Regions from separate parts of the Mus musculus genome. Here regions 2 and 3 are each linked to region 1. The links are chromatin contacts, called in public HiChIP or PLAC-seq maps. All regions are on one chromosome and are shown on one strand. Each heading gives the region's core, a stretch centred on a gene start, on an enhancer-like site or on the middle of the called end of the contact. The rest is flanking DNA. Distances are from core to core; before and after follow the strand shown. Region 1 overlaps Akap6 (A kinase (PRKA) anchor protein 6). Region 2 overlaps Npas3 (neuronal PAS domain protein 3). Region 3 overlaps Npas3 (neuronal PAS domain protein 3).

Region 1 (3,928 bases), core at 399-2,898:
CTGCATCTTTACCCCGCTACGGGTTGTGACATAGAAAGCTGGGTGGCTATTTCAAGCCGTACACATGCTTCTAAACGACCTTCCCATTGCCTGGCACTTGCCACCCAGAGCTGAGACTGGCAATGCTAAGACATAACAATGCAGAAACAGGGCAGGCATGTGCAGAAACTGACGCAGACTTGGTGGTTTGGTGTGAACAATAAAAGTGGAAGGATCGTGGTGTGTAAATGTCATTAAGGCTATAGCTTCACACCTCCAGTATAAAGGCCCTGGGTTTATCTGCATGGAGACTTCCTAATGATCAGAAAGAAAGATATCTGAAAACAGACAGGTAATTCAACTGGAAATACAGTAAATAGGCCAGAATCAAGAGACTGCTATTTGGCATTAACATATCTGCTTAATGCGGTTCTTTTCCCGTTTGTATAGTAAGTGCAGGGGAGTGGGGGAGCTTCAACTCACCCTGTTTTGTGGTCTTTGACTATCAGGATAAGTGGAACCATACAAGAAAACTTCTTTTTGTTCATAATGCATTTTTTTTCATGAATTCATCAACATTGGTCTAAGAACCGGTTGAAGGCCTAAGCTTCTGCTAATGCAAAGACCTACAGAGAATATGCCAAACGTCCACATGTGTGAACCGGCAGGGAAATAATCAGATGTGTATGGGCAGCCTGCCTTCAACCCATAATGATGTCTATGTTCACCCTAGTGGGTATGCATTGTGTCTATAAGAACAGCTCTCATTCATTATCTTAATGTTACTTCCAGAGCTCCTACATCAAAAAGCATGTCAACGTGAAGTTTTCAGGAGTGTGATTTCAATTGGAACTCGGGCGGATGGCAAGCCCCAAATAAAATGAACAGACCGTTTGGAGGCAGTATTTCATCTTATAAGTACCACAGCATTGTATGCAGTATATGAAACATTTATAAATCTTGAAGGTCAATCTGATAATGTAAATATTAATAATACATAAGGAAGTGAATATATGCAGTAATTTACGGCAATGCTTCCTCATTCTTAATAGTCTGGAGACATAAAGACCCGCAATATTTCAGGGGGATTTACCTGCTTTGTGAGACGCAATGAGCTCAAGAAGTTGGTGTCCTTCTTCCTCCACGGCTTCCTTGAGGGCACAGTGACTGTCTACGTTCAACTTAAAGCTCTGAAAAGAAGCACAGGACCCTCAGGCTCCGAGAAGGTGGTTACACACGAAACACGCACGCAGAATTGCTTACGGTTACACACGAAACACGCACGCAGAATTGCTTATGGTCACACACAAAGCACGCGTGCAGAATTGTTTGCTACTTTTTATCAAGAACCACATGGCCCTATTTACCCAATAGACAGACTAATTTGCAATACTAAAAGCTATTGATATTTGGGGTCTGGGCTTTAAATGTTTCTGTTAGACTAGCAGAGTGCATCTGTTTGGAAACTGCTCGACAAATGCAGACATTCATTACGATTTTATGAAAAGTCACATCCCATAGGCTATGTGGAGAGTGGCAGTGTTCAGTAAAATACGGCGAATTCCCACCGCACACGTGCGCTTTCCTTCGTGTCTAAGGATCATTAGTAATGCAAGTCTTTACAAAGCCACAGAAGTTGGCAGCCAAGAAACGCAGTAGCCTTATGTCGCCTAGATGCATCCACAAATGCAGGGTCGTTTGATTCCTCTCTGTTCCTTGACTCTGCAGGAGCCATGGTACAGAGAAGGGCAGCTGGCTGCTACAGTCTAGATTCCAACTCTTTCCAGACTTTTTTGCTCTTTAAAAGCTTATTTCTTATGGTGTGATGTTGTCTTACAAATAAACACACCAAGTACAGCAAGAGATTTACCCTCATGACAGTCACTGACTTCTTTCAAGGTTCATATCAAATTTAGTCACTGCTTCCAGGAAGCCTCCCCAGATACACTTGGTGGTGGCCATTCCTCTCCTCTTCCTCCTCCTCCTCCTCCTTACATGTGCTACTACTATTGAATTTATCAGGCATCTGCTGCTATATCTCCATCTTTAGCTTGCAAATTATAAGCAGGTTAATGATTGCTACTTTCCAGATATATCACGTGCTAGGGTTCACTAGTTTGTGGTCACAGTCAACATTTGCTGAGTGTGTTCAGTGATGCTCTCTACTGGGAAGTCTAGATATTTTAAGAAATTCAAATGTTTTCCAAAAACCTTTTCCAGCTCTGAAATGTTTAAAGGCATTCCAACCACAGGAGTCCAGAGAAGGAAAAATCACATTACCCACCAGCAACCAAATCATTCATTAGTCTTTGGGGCAAGAATTCATTCCTCACTTCACTAATTGGAAATACAGTGTGCTAAATATTGGCTTCTCGTGATAAGGTTCCAAAATATGCAACGTGTTTTCTTCTGTTAAACGTCGTGGGACAATACATGAATACTCTGTCCTGTGTTTGGTATTAAGCATCAGGAAACAGGATCAGGTGACTCCACACTGTGTTTCATTTTAATTAAAGAAGTTGGGTAATCATACATTGTAAGATCGGGTCTTCCTTCCATGACTCTCATACTGTCTGTGGTCTATGACATCAAGCCAGGCAATGGAGGCTTGAGGACCAAAGCCCATGGGCTCTGGTGTTAGTGGATAACTGAACCTGGGGAATGCAGTCTGGGTTGTGGATGCCCAGGGGTGAGTCTGCTTTGTTCTTTTCTTCCAGGAGAAAGGGGACTTTTTAAAGTACCATAAACAGAGATAGACTGAAGAGAGAGATAGTATGAAACTAAGAGAGATAGCAATGTAACATAGAGATAAGGATTTGAACTGACGCAATTCAAAATGATGAGTTGTGTCATCCATCCTTCTCAGTAGATACGGTAACATTTCAGCTCAATATTCCAGAAAGAGAAAATATTTGTCTCCCTGTGTGCTATTCAGCATTTCTTACATTGTTCCGTCTGCTACAAGTATTCAGTCAAATCAAAAACAAAAAACAAAAACAAAAACAAAAAACTATGTGATGCTCAGAAATCTTGATCCTTCCTTTTAAACATGATTATTTAAAAATCTGTATGGGTATTTTTACCTGCTTGCATATATGTTCACTGTGTGCATGCAGTACCTGTGGAGGCCAGAAGAGGGAGTTAGGTCCCCTGGAAATGAAAGTGTGGATGGCTGTGAGTCACTGTGTGAATGCTGGGAACAGAACCCGAGTCCTCTGCAAGAACAGTAAATGCTCCTAACTTCTGAGCCATCACGTCAGATCCCTCAATACTTCTGATCAGTCCAATTAAGGCAGCACCTATGGATATCTAATTGTTTACTACATCCTTTGCTTTCGGTCCCTGCTGTGGGTTGCCTCTGTACTGAAGCAATGCCATTTAGACTAGGTTACGCAGGTTTCAGAAATGGAAGCAGAAAGAAGAGAAACATCTAAGATGAATTCGCCAAACTTTAGGGAGAAACCTGTTGTATAAACATTTCTACATCACTATAAATTCAGCCTGGTGGTGTCTTTTGCTCACGATTTCCCTGTACTGAATGTCTGCTGATCACCAGTTTTCAAAGAGGCACAGGGGCCTCTGTCTCAGTGCCTGCGAGAATGGAGGGACCCAGGAGCACGGCAGTGTGACATCACAGAAGCTGAGAGTATAGAACAGATGCGTCTGGAAATGGCGGTGTTTCAGGATGATGAGGAAACATTGGATTAGGAAATTGGAAAAGACGAGGTGCTCATTATTAGGAATGAGATAATCTGATAAGCTCGATGTTGTATAAAAGAGCCATTTAATATAACTATTACCCAAATGGTGCATTATTGCTTGATTTCAGGTGCACCCATTAACCATTAATAATATCAAGTAAAGAATTCGCAACAGGCCCCCGAGATGGCAGCCAAGCAGGCACATTAACAGAATTGTTAGTGAGATCTCAGGCTGTTAAAGGATTCTT
Region 2 (3,928 bases), core at 633-3,132, 1.1 Mb before region 1:
TATTTAGTTTAGTTGACTTAGGTGGAATAGATGATTTAGAAGTATTGATTTTATTTTTTTGGATCATGTTTTATAAGAGCTGTTTTTAAAAGGACTATTTTTGATGTTGTATTAAAAAACACATAACAAAAGTAGCTACTACCTGAACTGGCAACCAGGGACGACAGTCCACTGGAGAGTTGAATTTATCAGTCAAATCAAAGTTGTAGCTTGCTCTCTGGGGAAAGCGATTTTGTATTCCATGCTTCTCCACACTTCTCTACTCCTGGAATGCCCTTGATACTCCCTGTATCTCCTGCCATCTTGGCTTCTTACCATCTATCCTCTTTCTAGGGCTAGGAAGTGTGCCTTGTCTGCGGCCTCTGGGGCTTCTTTTCCAGCTTCCCTTTGGATGTCCCCGCTTCTGGGATCTCTGTATTTCATTCATACATCTTAATAGTCTTCATTGTATGTTATATATTCAGAGTTGGCTGTCTCACGCTATCTTCCCCACCAGTATGTAAGCTTGGATGCCTTATTTTTAAATCTCCTAGTAATACCACAAGGTGTCGTATATGGTAAAAGTAGTCAGAAATGTTACATGAAGGAGAACAGGGAAAATATCCCTACTCTTATTCACACATGTAATAAAGTATTCATAGGAAAATATTACCCTGGGGAGAAACATCAAAGATTTCCTTTTCCTTCCTAAGCTAGACATCGTTACTTTTAATATAGTGTGTGTGCATGCGAGTATACCATGGACACGGGCTGCCTGCACAGGTCCCTGAAACTGGAGTTGCAGATAGGTTTTAGCCACCCTGGGTGCTGGGAACTAATCCCAGGTCCTCTGCAAAAGGAGCAAATTTATTTATTTATTTATTTATTTATTTATTTCCACCGAGCCATCTCTCCGGTTCTAGTTTATATCATTTTTAAAAAGTCAAGTTTATCAGATAATTATACACTCGTTTCATTTGAACATTGATTGAGATACCTTCAATCAGTGTGCTTACGTGCCACTATCATCAACGAAATCACTCCAACTCTAGAGGAAAAGGAACTTGAGCTGATTAGTTGGTTTGTGTTGACTCCTAAATGCCAGCCTGGTCAGCATTGCTCAGTCTTCACACTGAAGGGAGTTGGCAAGCGATCGTGGACTTACAAACCCTGGGCTCTGATTCAGTATATTTGGCATGGGCCTGAAGCAGTACATGTGTGCAAGCTCTTTGCACATGTCCACACTGCTCATGAACAGGCTGACACCCGAGACAAGCACTCGACTGGTGAGCAGTCCCACTTGCTGGCTTTGCTCTATGTACTTGCCTGCCATGGACTTGAAAAGCCCAAAATCAACACTTGCCTCAAGAAGAAAGATACAAACTACTAACCCTAATTCATTCCTGCCTAGAAACCCGGTGCTTTCTTGCCGGCCTGTGGCAGTGTCTGCGGCTAAGGAACAGACAATGTAGATCCACTTGGCTTTCGGGAGAAAGGCAGCTGTGGTAGCTATTCACTGTGTTTTCTTCCATGGGAATTTTCATATTCATAAGGGAGAAGAGAAAAAAAAATCACTCACTTTGGGAAAAAGTCCAGGCAATGGCCAGGTTGTAGCAAAATCCCTGAAGACCCAACCCAGAGGAAGCACTGAGATGAGTGAACAGTGGAGATCCCCTAGTGCAATCTGTCGTTGGCCCACCCATCAAACTTTATTCCTTCCTGTCTTCCCTCACTTGCCTCTCCCTTTCCTGTGAGCTATGGCTGCATACCCAAATCAACAATTAAATTCCCCCTTTGTTTGTGTGGCAGATGACAAATGCATGGAGGACATCTTGTGTTGCCTAGGCAGGCAGGGCACTTACTTTGATTGATGTTCAGTTGTAGAAAAAAATGAGCTGGGAAGGAATTACAATGGAGGGCCTGCAGACTGGAAGGGGATATACTAATTAGTCCTGCATTAAGCAGTCTGCTTGCATTTGGCGATGAGACGCCTTCAGGAGGGAAGTGTAGGGGTTATTGATGCAAAACAGCATGGAATGCATTATGCCAGGTAGCTGTATAGTCACGTTGCTAAAAAATGTATTAAGAAGCAAGCAGTATGGCTACCGTGTGTTGCTTGAACACTCGCCCTTAAGTATAGTGGGTCAGCCACCCGTTTTATTTCCACTTGGTCCTGTAGGCAACAGGGCAGGCCTTTTGTTTCTCTGGAAAGGCATTTGGAGGTTTTGTCATCCTGGAGGGGAAGCAGCCACTGTCTGTAGCTCACGCTTTCTTTCTTTGAATCCCACTGCAGAGTCATTGAGTGTTGCCGGTGGAACACGATGTCACCAGGTGAAAGAAAGACAAGTCTCTTGTCTCTCCGTAAGGTTTTAGAGAGTTGTTGATCTGACCTAGGAAGAACCCTAGGGGCTGGATCAAGAAAACAGCTCAGACTCTAGGCGAAGGCTTCATCAGTAGCAATAAAGACAAATGCCAAGCATATGCCTGCATGTGGCTTAGCCGTCCATGCTTTAGGTTATAGGCAGACAGAGTGCTGTGTGCTGAAACATCGTATAATTCAAGGGTGACCCAGGTGCTCTTAGGTAGCTGGAACAGGTGATCTAGGGGACATGAATGGTCATCTCCAGGTTACGGTCTCCTGAGCAATGGAAGACGAGAGGGCAGTGCAGAGAGAAAGGTCCCCAAATAATCACTGCCATATGCAGTTTAAAATTCAAACCCTGAAATGGTGATTTAGCCAATTTGACCTGAAGAACCAACGAAACTGGGCTTAATGAAAAGAAGTCACAGAGGTCTTTTGTCACAGTGGGAAATAAACAGACTTGAAACTCCCTTGACTTTCAAGCCATGGTCACTAGGGAGACTAAACGTGCACTCCTGGTAATCCTCCTGCCTCAGCCTCTCCACAGGGATGTCAGATGCAAGTCACCAAGCCTTGCTAACAATGTGACACTGTAGGTGGAGATCTATCTAGCTAACACCAGGTACCTTGAACCGGCCCAGTGGGAGGCAGGTGGCCTTGTGTTCTCCGTGTCCTTTCAGAGTCATGAGATCCTGGTGCAGCGGAAGATCTCTCTTTACTTTTCTGATTCTAGGGACACGTTCATTTATGGATTTACAGGCACCTATGCTGAGAAGAGATGCCAATGATAAAGGCAGGATTTCTAGTCCTCAAAGACATCTGAGCCCCCTCTTCTTTAAGTCTTATCTGTGACTCAGAGCACAAGACAGATATCAGAATATCTGAAGTATGATCAGATGTCTGAAACCCACCTTTCACAGACAGATCCAGGAACTGTGCCAATAGCTCTAGGAAGAAAAGCTAAATAGTTAATGTGGTTTATTTTTTAACCACCCCTTTGTTTTAGAATTCTATCTTATTCTTGAACTGAGTCTATGTCACTGTGACCTTCTCCTGCCAGGAAGGCACAGTTGAGGCCTCCTTCAGTAATAGCCTAGGGCTTTGGACAAGGAAGATGCTGTGCTGGCTTCTTGCCTTTCCTTCCAGTGTTTACACAACCAAGGCTTATTACATGCTCTGTCATTTTGTTACTGGGCTGGCTTTGGTCTGAGAATTAGGTAAACATCAGACATTCCATCACACAATTTCAAACTCAATCTTACTTTATAATGATGTTAATGTTTATTGTACCAAGTGGGATGCATTTGTATATTTCAGCATCTTATTTCAGTCAGAGAATGCAAAACCTGACATTGGAATCAGCTTGATGTGTGTGTGTGTGTGTGTGTGTGTGTGTGTGTGTGTGTGTGTGTGTGTGAGAGAGAGAGAGAGAGAGAGAGAGAGAGAGAGGGGGGGGGGGATTGAAGATATTAAGCACTACAAGAACATTGGAATTTCAATCTGATTAGGATCAAAATTCTGCAGGATCAAAACAGTCCTTTTCCTCCCCCTACAGTTTGACTAATTGTGCGCTACTTGACATTGTGT
Region 3 (3,928 bases), core at 606-3,105, 1.1 Mb before region 1:
TTAAAGTCACAGGGTTATTGATACTGGGTACAGATTGTAGGGAGAGCTTCAGGTGGGCTCAATAGTAGTGGGGAAGAGAAGAAGAAGTCTGGGCACGAGGGCAGCGCTTTAAGAGAGATGAATGCTGACAGAAGTCAGTCTTGCCAAGGGGAAGGGCTATAACTATGTGGGGAGTGTTAGTTTTCTACATCCTTTCAGATTTGGATGGAGGTGAGTAAGGAGGAAGTTTGATGCCACAGGAGCGTACTGTATGATGCTTATCTGATTACTGTGAGCCACGGAAGGGAAGCAGGAAGCAGACACAGCTGGAACGCTGCTGCTATAAGGTATCTCAAGCTGTAGATAGCAGCACGAAGGGAAGGAAGAGGGAGTCTTTCAGTTCTCACCAGAGGTGCTCGGGTCCTGAAGGGTAACCCACTGGGACAGAGATGTGTGTGAGCATGGGCATCGGTACTCTTTCTCACAGATACCCAATGTGATTCAAAGGCCAGGTTGCAGAGGGAGAGCTCATAGAGTGAGCTCTTTAGAAACCATGAAGTAACTGATGGCGATAGCAGGGGTTTTGTTTAAACCAACCAGCCCAAACAGCTTCTGGAATGAGTGGTTCTTAAAATTGTATGTGCCACGAGAAAAGAAAGCTTGTAAGGAAGGCGGATTCCCAGGCCCCATCTCTACCACTTTAGATTCTTTGTCTCTCAGGAGGTCCGGGGCACTGGCTCTCCCTGCTGCTTGGTATGGCAGAGGTTGGCAGGCCTTACTGTCCACCCAGCTAAGGCTTCTCTCCACAGAGAGCTGGATGAGCCCATGGAGCCTAAAAAGGCCACCCAGGGGCACGCATAGCCTGACTTCCAAAAAAGAAAAGCATGTATTTACAATGAACTCTGTACTGAAAAATAGTCAGACCTAGTGCTTTTTGGTTCCCAGACAACGGAGGATTGGCACCTGATAGGCAGGAGGCCTGAGCTGGTGCAGGGGTGGGATGTGGGGTGGGGTGTGTGTGGGGGGGAGTGTGTGTGTGAGGGGGCTAGAGACAGGCTTCCGGTGCTTGCTTTTTTCTTTGTGAAAGGGTCTGCCTTCTCAGTGGCTATACCACAGTGGGCTGCTCTGTTGTGCTGGGAGCCTCCTGGGGGAGGCTGAGCTCTGCCAATCCCCTCCCCCTCCCCATCCTGCCGCTGGCTCAGCTCCTGATTAATTCAGGGGATCCTGGGAGGTTAACCCTTAATTTGATGGCTCCAGCGGGGGAGCTGAGAGATTGCTGGTAATTCATCACCCTTGTTTTATTTTTTTTTTAATAGAAATATTTTCTAAGGCAACAAGTAAAAATTCCCTTTTAAAATCCACATTTAATATACATTAGATAGAGCATCCTCTCCTTACATGACTGGGTCCTCCAAACATAAGTTACTCCTCATCTATCTCTTTTAACAAAGTTCAAATACATAACATGGAAAACAGAACTATAACTAGAGCCAAAGGTCTCAAAATGGGCCCAGATCCCATATCTGCCTCTTGTTCCCTCTGGAGAAAACAGCCTTTCTTCTACCAAAGATAAGATATATATATTTTTTATTGGGATAGTTTAACTAAGCTGCCAGATCTCCTTAACGAGATTATGTAAATGTATGCCAAGGATATAAACCACATTTTCTCTGAGAGTGGAACACTTCAAATATCATTTAATAAAACAGGACCATGGTAGAAACACCTCTATAAATTGTTATGTGGCAAAGTGAGAAGACGGAGCTGTACACATCTGATCAAATTTCACCTGATTCAGTTACTATATTAAAGTCTCCTAGAGAAGGACAGAGCACCATTGTGCTGTAGGAGAGGGCAAGTTTCGCATCCCCTGTCAGTTGGTGTGGAGGATGGGCATCACCCTTCCTGGCCCCCCAGAACCCCTGGTGGCTTAGCGCCACTGACAGGGCAGAGAGGCAGTTCTTCTCAATATAACAGGCTTCGATTGTATCTTCCAACCATGTTGGGAAACAAAGAAGATTTGGAACAAGTCTCATGCCAGGCAAGGGATGAAAACTGGCTTCCTATTTCCTCCTCCTGCTCTACTTCTCAGAGAGAGATGCTATGATATGTGATACACTGTCTTTGGAACCCATAGGCTCATAGCTTACTGGGAAAGATCTAATAAATTCTATGTTTGGCTAGAAACAAAGGCAAGGGTATGTTCCTGGCCCTCGATTAACTCCTTGCTACATTCGGCATACATTTCCTGAGTTCAACAACCAGTCATATTCTGCATCTCTTATTTTTGTCTCAAGTTTGCTAGCAGAATTTTATATTGATGTTCTAAACTATAACAAAGCCAATGAATGTTCAAAGCCAGCCGAGAGGTGCTCCCTGCATGAAGACAGCAGTCCCAGCCAAGAGGAAACATGAAGGTGGCCTCACAAAAGGGCACGTGTCCTGCCCCTCCTTCATCATACAGAACTATGGGATGATAACGCGTGTGTTTTGACCAGAAAGGAAAACGTTAAGAGATGATTTAGATACCGAGTGTCGCCAGCTCTTCTCTCCCTCAGTTATAGAAGTTAGAGAATTAAAAAGAGTTAGCCACATGGACTTGACAGCCAAGCTGACCATCAGTGGAGGGCAGTCTCCTCAGGAGGAGGAGTTTTTAAATTTTCCTCTTAAAGGAAAAACATAAGTAATAATGTTTATGCTTGATAGTTAAAGTTGTTTAAAGCAAACAGGTAGGTCAGTTTTAAACTCCAGTATTCCACGAATTTAGATATAACACTCCTTAATGATCAAACCCAGTAATTACTTGCCCAGTGCTTTCCCTACCAATTCAGGATGAAATGTCAGAGGACATTTTCCTCTATTCTTTTCCTAAATATATACGTGTGTGTGTGTGTACATGTACACACATGTCTGTCAGCCTCTCTGTCTGTGTACATATATAAACGAATTGATCAAACTTAGGACTTTAACTTTCCAAAGACCCATGCACTGACATGGGTCATTATCCATTCAGCAGATGCAATTCCAACAGTCTCGGGCCTTCTGTGTGAGCCGCCAGCTCATTTGCTGCGTTTGGTTTATTCAGCCATGATTAGAGATAGTCATTTACAGTCACACATTTGGAAACTCCTTAACCAGCTTCTAGCAGTTTCTTTTCCGAAGCTGTTTAAATAGATGAGGGTGGAGTGTCAGCAGCGACAGCACTTTCCCCCGTCTTGCTGATTTCCGTTGCTATTTCTATGTCTTTATCAGGATTTCCATTTTATAGCAAGGCTTAAAACAAGGCTTGGGGCACAGAGATGCACAGCCCAGAGCTGAAAGGAGACATCGTTTTTGGGAAAGATCGATTCTAAAAATTAAAATCGAAACCACACTCTATAACAACAACAACAACAAAGTCCCATCTCCTTTTTTATTTTCAGGAATACTTTTTGAAGTAATTGGCACAAAGACTAGTGCAGACTGCTGCAAGTGTGCTCTTGGCAATAACATCATACGCACTAGGGAAACCTTAATATGTTCATGATGCCAAATACAAACTGACACCAGGAACTCAAGTATGGGAACAAACGGAGAATGGAAAGCATCTCTATGTAACCCAACCCTACACACAGAGGGAACAGTTCTTACTGCTCATTATTTAGCACACAATGCATTGTCCTCTGAGTGAATAGAGTATACATAAGAAATTAGAATTATCAATAGGGGGGATGGGTTGTTCCCAGGAGTTTTTTTGATATATAATACCACAATGATCATGCCTTCTTTGGTTTCTTAACCAGACATCATTGCAGCCAAAGAAATCAGGTTGGGACCTATTTAAGAGAGGAGAGCTTGAACTTGGAGAATTTGACCTCTGGGACAGAACTTCTATAGCGCATCATCAAAGGAACAGCCTGCATTTTCCTGTGGCCTGGCTTTCCACTATGTAAAGAGTCAGCGTGAATCT

What was found. HiChIP or PLAC-seq counts read pairs in DNA pulled down with a chosen protein or histone mark.
Region 2: a contact with region 1 is called in an H3K27ac HiChIP or PLAC-seq map of stem cell-derived neural progenitor cells, with 14 times the contacts expected there. The contact joins two enhancer-like sites. A contact is called at or near these places in 16 of 484 Hi-C or Micro-C datasets (B cells, the MC3T3-E1 cell line, Th1 cells and 11 more), 4 of 115 datasets of contacts at active chromatin or transcription factors (embryonic stem cells, neural tube and stem cell-derived neural progenitor cells) and 1 of 9 other capture datasets (embryonic stem cells).
Region 3: a contact with region 1 is called in an H3K27ac HiChIP or PLAC-seq map of stem cell-derived neural progenitor cells, with 7 times the contacts expected there. The contact joins two enhancer-like sites. A contact is called at or near these places in 1 of 484 Hi-C or Micro-C datasets (cortical neurons), 2 of 115 datasets of contacts at active chromatin or transcription factors (embryonic stem cells and stem cell-derived neural progenitor cells) and 1 of 9 other capture datasets (embryonic stem cells).

The regions. Positions count from the first base shown.
Region 1 is chr12:52,934,376-52,938,303 of GRCm38.p6, reverse strand. It overlaps Akap6 (A kinase (PRKA) anchor protein 6), which reads right to left. Exons shown (of 14, transcript NM_198111.2): 6 at 1,073-1,169. Among named protein-coding and RNA genes, the nearest start is that of Gm51971, 140 kb to the right of the region's middle. Within about 2 kb of position 1,648, at least 2 of the 459 cell types and tissues checked have an H3K27ac peak or open chromatin away from gene starts, as enhancers often do. A contact at or near this core is called in stem cell-derived neural progenitor cells, where this site is marked.
Region 2 is chr12:54,051,050-54,054,977 of GRCm38.p6, reverse strand. The region is part of intron 9 of Npas3 (neuronal PAS domain protein 3); the gene reads right to left. Among named protein-coding and RNA genes, the nearest start is that of Gm35818, 89 kb to the left of the region's middle. Within about 2 kb of position 1,882, at least 11 of the 459 cell types and tissues checked have an H3K27ac peak or open chromatin away from gene starts, as enhancers often do. A contact at or near this core is called in stem cell-derived neural progenitor cells, where this site is marked.
Region 3 is chr12:54,032,023-54,035,950 of GRCm38.p6, reverse strand. All of the region lies in intron 7 of Npas3 (neuronal PAS domain protein 3), which reads right to left. Among named protein-coding and RNA genes, the nearest start is that of Gm35818, 110 kb to the left of the region's middle. Within about 2 kb of position 1,855, at least 36 of the 459 cell types and tissues checked have an H3K27ac peak or open chromatin away from gene starts, as enhancers often do. A contact at or near this core is called in stem cell-derived neural progenitor cells, where this site is marked.